Linked DNA regions of Cricetulus griseus: region 2 is linked to region 1. Evidence: chromatin contacts called from public Micro-C data. All regions are on one chromosome and are shown on one strand. Each heading gives the region's core, a stretch centred on a gene start, on an enhancer-like site or on the middle of the called end of the contact. The rest is flanking DNA. Distances are from core to core; before and after follow the strand shown.

What was found. A called contact is a pair of places that touch in the nucleus more often than the background predicts.
Region 2: a contact with region 1 is called in a Micro-C map of the CHO-K1 cell line, with 3 times the contacts expected there. The contact joins the enhancer-like site here to the promoter of Erap1 in region 1. A contact is called at or near these places in 4 of 8 Hi-C or Micro-C datasets (the CHL-YN cell line, the CHO-K1 cell line and fibroblasts).

Annotation. Positions count from the first base shown.
Region 1 is chr2:296,034,404-296,039,057 of CriGri-PICRH-1.0, reverse strand. It overlaps Erap1 (endoplasmic reticulum aminopeptidase 1), which reads right to left and starts at 3,282. Exons shown (of 19, transcript XM_027401855.2): 1 at 3,154-3,282.
Region 2 is chr2:296,207,070-296,211,781 of CriGri-PICRH-1.0, reverse strand. No RefSeq gene overlaps it. Among named protein-coding and RNA genes, the nearest start is that of Cast, 39 kb to the right of the region's middle. Within about 2 kb of position 2,736, at least 3 of the 6 cell types and tissues checked have open chromatin away from gene starts, as enhancers often do. A contact at or near this core is called in the CHO-K1 cell line, where this site is marked.

The sequences.
Region 1 (4,654 bases), core at 2,033-4,532:
AAAAAGTCCCTAGCATTCCTGGGCAGTCCAGGAGGAGACGCATAAGCTGCAAGTCAGTTTGAATTGACAGAAATATGTGGTAAGGCCTTGGATGGGCTTTTATGGGCTCATGATAGGGCTAGATAGAACACAGCTGTGTCTCAAGGCTTCAGTGCCAGGAAACCAAAATGAGGTGTAATAAGGACAGCACAAATGTCCTTATCCATGCAAGGTCAGTGTATAAGTGAGGCCAACTCCCATAAGTTCTGGGTTTTTCCTAAAAAGAAAATTATCTATCCTGTATTTTGACCTAATCTAAGGGAAGAAGTTTATAATTAGCAATAACCATTAAAAGCCACTGAATTTTGTGTTCTGTTGAATCGTATGAAGAGTTCTATCCTTTTTTTTAAAGATTTTATTTATTTATTATGTATACAACATTCTGCTTCCATGTATATCTGCACATCAGAAGAGGACACCAGATCTCATAACGGATGGTTGTAAGCCACCATGTGGTTGCTGGGAATTGAACTCAGGACCTCTGGAAGAGCAGTCAGTGCTCTTAACCTCTGAGCCATCTCTCCAGCCTAAGTTCTATTTTTTAACCTGTAACACTGTAGTGAACTCAATTTTTTTCAGGTCTTGTTCTCTTTTCTAAAAGAGCTCCCCAGAGGACTTTGTCCTTTCTATGCCACAGATACTCACTGGATGTTAGGAATTATATCACTGAAATGCAGATTCTCCTACATGACCAGACTGAAAAACATCTCTAAAGTGGTCTTCAAAGGCCTCTCTCCCCTCTAGACTGCTAGTTAGGTAATCAGGCAAGCTATTCCCCAATCTGGGAATCAAGGCTCTACATAGGCACCCCATCCCCACCCCAACCCTTTTATAAAGTTTGGGTTTTTTCTGATCTCAAAATGTACCTGGAATTTTTTTTTTCTTTTTGCATCTCTTCCTGGGATTCCCTCCCTCTCAATACCTTTCTCCTGTCTTTCAAGATCCAGTTCAAATAAGACATCCCTGTGAAACTTCCTGGAATATTCCAGGCACAAATAACTACTTCTTTGCCCCCCACCCCCACCCTGCCCTGCACCCACCCTGTACTTTCTGTGTTCCTCTCATAGCATTTTCCTATTGCCTCTGAAGGCTGTCATTGATGCACTTATGATACATGCCCTTCAGCACTGGGAGCTGATGGAGATCGTTAATGCATCTACCTTCACATTTCCCACAACACCTAAACTTCCAACTTGCATATGACAGAGGCTTGATGAAATCCATCGTAGTGAGAGTATTTCACTGTTAAAATTCTTTGGATAATCTCAACCAATCTGAGTATGTTTAGCTCTTTCCTTGAAAAAGTAGCTGTTCTCATCTGGTCTAAGTGTTCATTTCAGCACAATATTTCATATCTCTGAATGATCTAAGACATGGCTTTATTCAACATGCTCTAAGAGTGACTCATGGTGAAAAAGCTCCCTAAAACAGTAATTTATTCAATATATACCACTGTTTCACATTTAAAAGAATAGAAGTCAAGGAGAAAAATACCTACTAACCTCTGATGAAGCATCGTCAGCACTTGACTGTGTCATCTTGATCTAGTAGTTTATAATTACACACACACACACAACCGGTGTGAGTGTATCATATATATGATATGTGATATGTATATATGATACACACACACATATATATGTATATATTATATACACACACAAATAGAGAGAGAGTATGTGTATATATACTCAAAAAGACAACCTGCCTTTTGCCTTTTAGTCTTTGCTTCAGCACTGGCTGTATGACCTTGGTCATGTTACTTTAGTTTTGGTTTCATTTTCTTTATGTGTAAAATGAGCAATACCTCCCTCACAAGGTTGCTGTAAAGATCAAATAATTTTAAATTTTTTCAGTAATGAATTACACAAATATTTATTAAGAGCCTATTTGAGGCCTTTGTAATTTTAAGAACTTTCCTTTTCCCTATGATGAAACTGAAGAATTGTCCATTGTTAATGTGTGGCAGGCTCTATCACCTAACTTTAACTCAAGCCAGAAGAGTCTGCTATTTTAGAAATCTTGTTTCAGGTGTGATTCTGACTTCTCAAGCTCCTCAAGGCTGTTAAAGGCAACTGTTTGGATGATTTCCCATTTGTATTAGGACAATCAATGTTAAACAATTAACAATTAGAAACGCAGGCACTTCCTAACTTCCCCCAGTATAATCCAAACTTTCATAAACAGTAAAGTTAACAAACACTAAAACTGGTTCATCACTTGTAGCAAATGATCTCAATGTGGACTTAAATGTATGTAAATATACTAGGATTTTTCTATTAGCTACACTTCAAAAAGCTGCCACTTCACAGTACTTTTCTGAATCTGGGCAGGAAAGGGCTGGAGGTGGGAGCTGTGACAATCGCGGCCAATTTGAAAACCTTTTTTTTTTTTTTTTTTTTGACCATATATGAAGCTGACAGTAATTCTGGCAGTCAAAAGAGAAGCAGTTTTCTTTCCAATCCAAATCTGAGTTAGCCAAAGAACCATCATCTAGAGCTTTATAAAGTGTGTTTCTCTTGCTCCTTCCCTTCCTCTTATGAAATTAATCACTCAGCAGCCTATCTTGTGAGTGAAGCGCCCAGAAAAGGCACTCACTTTGCTCTATCTCTATAAAGGTTACATTGGCCTTAGCGATTTGGCAGAGCGGGTCGCAGCAAGGAAAGGAGCCAGAGAAAAGGAACTGGCCTTCCGGACACCGCATGCTCTCCCCAGCGCCCCCTCGCCTGGAACATCGGCAGGCACCCTGCATGGCCTGCTCCCAAGGTTCATTCATCGTCCTCCCTGATCGCCATTCCGCCTTAGAGTGGGAAGGAGCGGCAGGCCAGCCTCCAGCTGCGAGGCGGAGCGTGGCCAGAGGCCGGCCAGCCCGACTGCCACTCGAGTCGGAAATACGCAGGCCTCACGGCCTTCGCCTTCTCCGGGCCACTTGCTCTGGCCGCCTGCCGTGTCGCTGCGCGCTGCGCTGTGCTGCGCTGCAGACTGCTACCCGACCCACCTCGCCGGTCTTGCCTGGTCGAACCTGGGTCCCCGCCGGTGCCAGCTATCAAGAGCTCTTCCTCAACTGCCCCCAGCCCCGTATGCCACCGGCCCAGCCGTGCCGCCTGCCTCACTTCGCCGCCAGCCTCGCCTCTATGACCGAAAGTGAAAGTGGAGCTAGGCAGAGGCCGCGAGGGTGCGTGGGGACAAGGCAGGTTGGAGGAGTAAGTTAGCTCAGACCCAAATGCTAAAGGAGAGCAAGGCTCGGGTGCGGACTGGCCAGGGCAACTGCGGCCCTGGGACCCAGATTTAGGGACCCGAACTAGGAATGCATGCTGCAGGGCTGGCAGAACATCCGGCAGGGAGGAGCACCCGGCAGAACGCACAGTGTTTTTCTTCGTGTGTCTTACGGTGTGTTTGCGAACTTCACTAACATTGGAAACGCTGTAATGTGCAAAGTTGGTGCGCGGTAGGACATTCAAATTGGCTCTGCCCGCCAAGTCGGGAGGGACACCCATTGGATTGAGAAGATGTTCCTCATTTCCTCTCTGAAAGTGACAGATAGCTTTGCCCCCCCCCAAAAAAAGCCAGTCTAGAAGTCCTCTGTTGTAAAATTCTGGGGGCCCTGGGTTTTTCTAGGCAGTGTGGGTACTTTAGGTGCTGTTTTAGAGTGTTTATGTTTGCCTGTGTTGGGGGGGGTGAGGGGGTGTTGGTTAGAGAAGGCCTCCAGAACTCCCCTAACCCTAATAAGAAAGAGGCACTGTGCCACAGAGTGTCTGCTTCCTCTCATTTTAATACCACCTAGGATTTTGTTGTTACTATTTGTTTGTTTTTTTCCCAAAGTACCATAAAAGCTCAATTTTAATAAGAAGCAATCAAACAAAATATCCACATTGACCAAAGGCCTGTTGCCCATTAAGAACTTGAAATCCAAGTCTCTGAGCAGAATTTTCAACACTTTTTTCAAATTTGTGACTCTCTTTTGCAAAAATATGTGCCACCTGGGACATTTTGTATTATAAAATTTAATGCTCTGTCCCAGATATTATTAAAATTAAGGGGGATTATGTGGGCTTCTGAAACTGGTAATTTCTGTGATCACATGATGGTTGCATCACTGAGTAGCACTAGCTTTTAAAGTCTCCAGGCATCTTTAAGAATTCAGAGCTACCTTAGCTTGTTCAGACCCTTGCGTTGTTTTGTCTTATGTTTATTTTTATTTTACTGTTTTACGTGATGGCTTCCCTTTTGTTACTAGTGTAAGACCCCCAGAAGCTCAGGCCTCCAGGATCTTTTCCCAGGACCACGGCCACCCCAATCACCATTCAGAGGTGGAAACTTGATGCAAACAGCAACAGGCTTTAATGAAAGGTGGACATTTGTACAAACGGGCTCTCTCAGAATGTAGGCTAGAGAGCAGTCCCTTCCCCCAGGCATAGGTGTTTTTAAAGGCAAAAACCACGAGCTTAGGGAGGGGCCTCGACTCTGTCCATTGAGTACGTGACCAGAGTCATGGGTTCCTAGGAGGCCTTTGTCTTGAGGGGAGGGCTGGGAATCAGATGGCCTCCTAACCCACCAGTTGTAAAACCTGCAGACCTCAGGATGTGCCTGAGCAAATGGTAGCTGTCTCTTTGAT
Region 2 (4,712 bases), core at 1,487-3,986, 170 kb before region 1:
AGAGGAATTGCATTGAGTTTCTCTGCATTTGGAGATTCTTAAATATGTCTTCAGCAACTACAAAACTATTTTATTATTTTGCTTCTTTTGTTTGATTTGATACTTGCCACTTTAAGTTATTTAATGTTATGGTTTCTTACTTAGATGTTATGTCTAAATCACAACCCTATTGATTTCCCGTTTAATAACTAACAAGACTAAGGTAAAAAATGACTAATAATATTCCAGTTGGGGGAGTGAAATAACACAGATGCTGTGGGCCCTATGAACTCACTTCAAGAACCATTTTAATGAACAGAAGAGCTACACCGATGAAGTTCCACCAAAATAGCTGCCTAAACATGACCTAAATAATGATGAAAACAGCAATAGACTCTATAATGTGTAAGGGGCACCCTCAGGTTTCTTCAACCCCAAACAAAGAACTGCAGGCAATTAGGGAATGCTGAGAATGGGAGACATAATCTTGCCCAAAGAAGAACATAACAATTGGTAATCCAACAGCAATGAATCAGCCCTGAAAATAAGACACAAGTAACATTATATGAACTGATACTGAGCAGGTTGTATTTTTGTATTTGAGAATACACACACAACAACAATTATAGAAAAGAGGCCATAAAATTTCAAAGAGAACCAAAGGTATGAGGTGGAAGAAAGAAAAGGAAATGATGTCATTATCTTATAATCTCAAAAAATATTAGAAATCTGTTGTATGTGAAGGAGTTGGAGGAAGAAGAGAAGAGGAGGAAGAGGAGGGAGGAGCAGCAGCAGCTAACTGACTAATGGGAAAATTCCACCAGGTGGCAGCAGAAGTTCTTTATTTTAACTCTAATGACTTCCTGTTGTTTTGTGGGTGAAAGGCAGGCTATTGGCAGATGACTGACTGCTTTATGCCAGGGCCATGACTCAGGGCCTCACACTCTTTCTTGCTGCCTCTGCAGGCCTGCCCAAAAGAGCACTTGTGTTTACAGTGTGTTTACATTACAAGTATTTTGCTGCCACAGATATACTCATAGCTTTCCCTAGAAACCTTGTCAAGAAACTTGAAAAGGAGAAGGGAAATCTCGATTTCCCTGGGCTGCTTTTCATAATGGTGCTGGTGCCTCGCAGAGACAGGGAGGTACGTTTGAAACATTCGGTTGGAGATGAGAAGAGTAAAGGAGTCATTTACTGGGGGGTCAGGGGTGCTACTCAAGCAAAGAAACCTGTAGTCCCGCCCTAGATTCAGGAAACCAGTCCTGATGCAGAGGGCTGTCAGCTTCACCCCAGAGCCCATAGTCCTAGGGGCTAGGATTCAGGTCAACCAAGCTTGCTTCAAGGGGATGTTTAACTTCACCCCAGAGGACCTGCAGCCAGTCCCTATGCAGCAAACCAGGCCCAATGCAGGAAACCAGTCCCGATGAAGAGGATCACCAACCAGCTTCATACCAGAGCCCAGGATGGGTGTCCCCAGCAGCACCACATTGTCCTTTTTCAATTCTTCTCTTTAATAACGATGATGATGATGATGATGATGATGATGATATGTGGGTTTTAATTATTAAAAGGAATCCAGCACTCCTTAATCTTTCTCACACTAAGCTTAGTCAAGTGAAAACACTCCAGTACCATGAACTACTGAGACTAGTCTCCAGCATAAGCCTGTGTGTGAGGAGGCTCCAGCACTGGCCTTTACTGTGCTTAGTGACATTCTGTAATCCTGGACAGGTCTCACCTTCTCTTCAGGCCTTATCCTGCAGTAACCTCTCTTCTACTGGTGTGTACAGCCCCAGGCTGTCTCCCAAACTGTACTAGCACAGTCTAGAGCACTTCTTCACAATGCAGTGGTGTGGAGAAGCTAGAACAGAAAACTGGAGCAGGGGCTAAGATTGATAGGGCTGGGGGAGTGCTCACTGGTTCTTGGGGCTCAGGCAGGCAGGCTCCTGAGCATAAGAGTAGCCAGACAAGAAATATAGTCCTGAGAAAAGAACCATACAGTTTAAGGATCCCTGCTTTTGCTCATATTTTGAGGGGAAGTAGGGAACACGCCACTGAAGTTCACTGCTCTTTACAGATCAATTGTCAAGAAATGCCTCAGTCTTGAGGCATTTCTTCTTCATCTGTATCTCTAGAAGGTGTTCCTCTTAGCCCATAAGTGATCTTCCATTGAGTAGTGTCCTAAGATACCTCCTCAATAGCCCTGACTCCATTCTACAGTCCTATGAAAGAGTCAGACAGAGCAAGTTTCCAAAGGTAGGACCTCTGGCCTCTTGTCACAGCCTCTCAAAAACAGAGTCTCTGTCAGTGCTAATGCAGCATGGACTGTGCTGCTGGTCAACTTTAGTACGTCAGTATATTTTACTCTCACTACTGTTCTGTGAGGTACCACTTATACACAAGTAAACAGCAGCATAGGATGGCCAAGTCACATCAACATCATCTACCTAGAAAGTGTACAGTTATAACATGAACTTGGGACTAATGTTCTGACCCAAATAAAATGTAGTATTCAGTGAGTGTGCCTTAAATTATTTATGAGGAAAGTTGCATTTTGGAAGATAACATGAGAAATAAGAAACCAAATATCCAACGACAAGTTTCTGGTCTGAAAAGTGATACAGCCTTTGGCATTCTGCTGTAGACCACAAGGTTTTGTTCTCTGGGTCTGAAGGTTGCAGTTCTGAGCACACCCCAGGGTGTGGTGCACTGCCACCTGGAACTATAGCTGTATTTTCTAAGCATTGCTTTGACCACGCCTCTGTCTTATCACTCTGACACAGATAGGCCACAGCTTGAGTCACAGTTAATACTCTGAGGCAGGTTACCACTGTGAATCACTTTGTAGAGCAAAGATGTCTTTAAAAGACATTCTTGCAACTTCATTCTACATTAATCTTTAGACCACAGTCTTTCTGGGAATCTACTAAAAATTACCTATCCTCTACACTCTCTCTCTCGCACACACACACACACACACACACACACACACACACACACACACACAGCAGAACCACAACTTTGAGAAAGTTTCTACATTCCTGGAAGCCTGTGGAGAAACTCCTGTAAGGGATTCTCTACCCTAGATGGCCACTGTTTGGTAGATTTAACTGGGAGGCACCTACAAATACCATTGTCAGCATTCCAAATGGCAAGCAAAGATGGGAAAGGATGAACTCAGACATTATTCAAAGGTATACCTTTATATCTTTATGAATACATATTGTAAAATAATTGTACTAGATTAAATAGTCCTGCCCAGTGCCTAAAGTGGAGAGGAAGATTTGGAGAGAATTTCAGCCAGACATAATGGCATTTACACAAGCAGACAAAGTCCAGTGATTCTCTCCTTCGAAAATATAGCTCTCCTGTCTAAATAGGACAAAGTTCTCTGAGGATGTTGGCTAAGGGGAACAACAGGAGAGTTCTTGGCTTGGAATCAGAAGACAACAAAGCCTTGAGTCCCATCAACATGGCCCTGCTCTCCTGACACCAGAGCCTACCTCTAGGAAGGATCAGTCTCCAGACTGACCAGAACCAGCGGTTCAGAGCCTCTTACCTTCCTGGGAAGTCTGTCAGTGCTTCATGCATCCTGGATCTAAAAGTAGTGTACAGAGCTTTGTAGTCAGGCTGGGGTTACCATCCATTCTGGCTTATTAGGCATTCTCCAGACTTTAGAGCTGAAAGTCTTACATCTCAGGAAACCCTTCAATCCTGGAAAAACCAGGAAGATGGTCACTCTGTTCAAATCCACATTCCTCATCGTACTGTCTGCCTGACTTTAAGAGTGTGCATAATCTCATGCACCTCAGTTTCTACTTTAAGTGAAGAAAATATCAACACAATTTAGAAGTTGTAAAGACTCAGTTAAAGGTGATGCATATTAGATACCCAGGACTATGAGGCCAGCCATAGTGTACTGGTGCCACTGCTGTCAAGGTAGGAAGGTTGGGCTCTCTGCTGTGGTTGCCTAAGTGCAAACAACTCCCTGCTCCCTTGCTTGCCTTCAAGCCATATTCCCTCCCAAATATGGCTTCAAGACAGACAGTTACCAGGCCCTAAATGCCAGTTAGCCATCAGAAATCAGAAGAACGTCTTCAAGATCAAATGTTACAGTTGCATTTAACTTTCCTTTTGCCGTTTTTTAACTTCTACCCTCCCTTCCAACTCTTTACACCTCATACTTCCAAACTTTCACCTGGAAATGTCTCAGAACAGGGTTATTAACTGTCACCAGGGAGTTCAATTAAAACAAACAAAAAACAGATTGTTAGTGCTTGCATCTTAATTCTGTTGTCTTGCACAACTGAAGGCTGTATCTCCCATTAAATCCACACACCAGAAACTCTGATCCCTTAATAACTGTATCAGTTCAGCTAAGCCTTAATAACTGTATCAGTTCAGCTAAGCCCGTATGCATACAATTGTAGCCATTTCAGCAAGATGGGAGTTTACTTTTCAACACAGTCTATCGCTGATGTAGCAGTTTCATGGGCATTGTAGATCTGTGTCTTCCATCTTTGTCTCCGTCCTAGAGCTGTTTTCCTTCCCTACTGTCACTTTATGATCTCAGGAGTCTGTTGGAGCTCTAAACATGACAGGTATTTTAAGGTAAGGGAAATGGATGGAGGAAATGTCTGCTGGTAGGGCCAGAACTCTTTAAGCTGACCTTCCAGAAGTTCTGTGCAATTCTTAGGTTTCCATCACAGTGACAGAACCATCATACTTCCAAC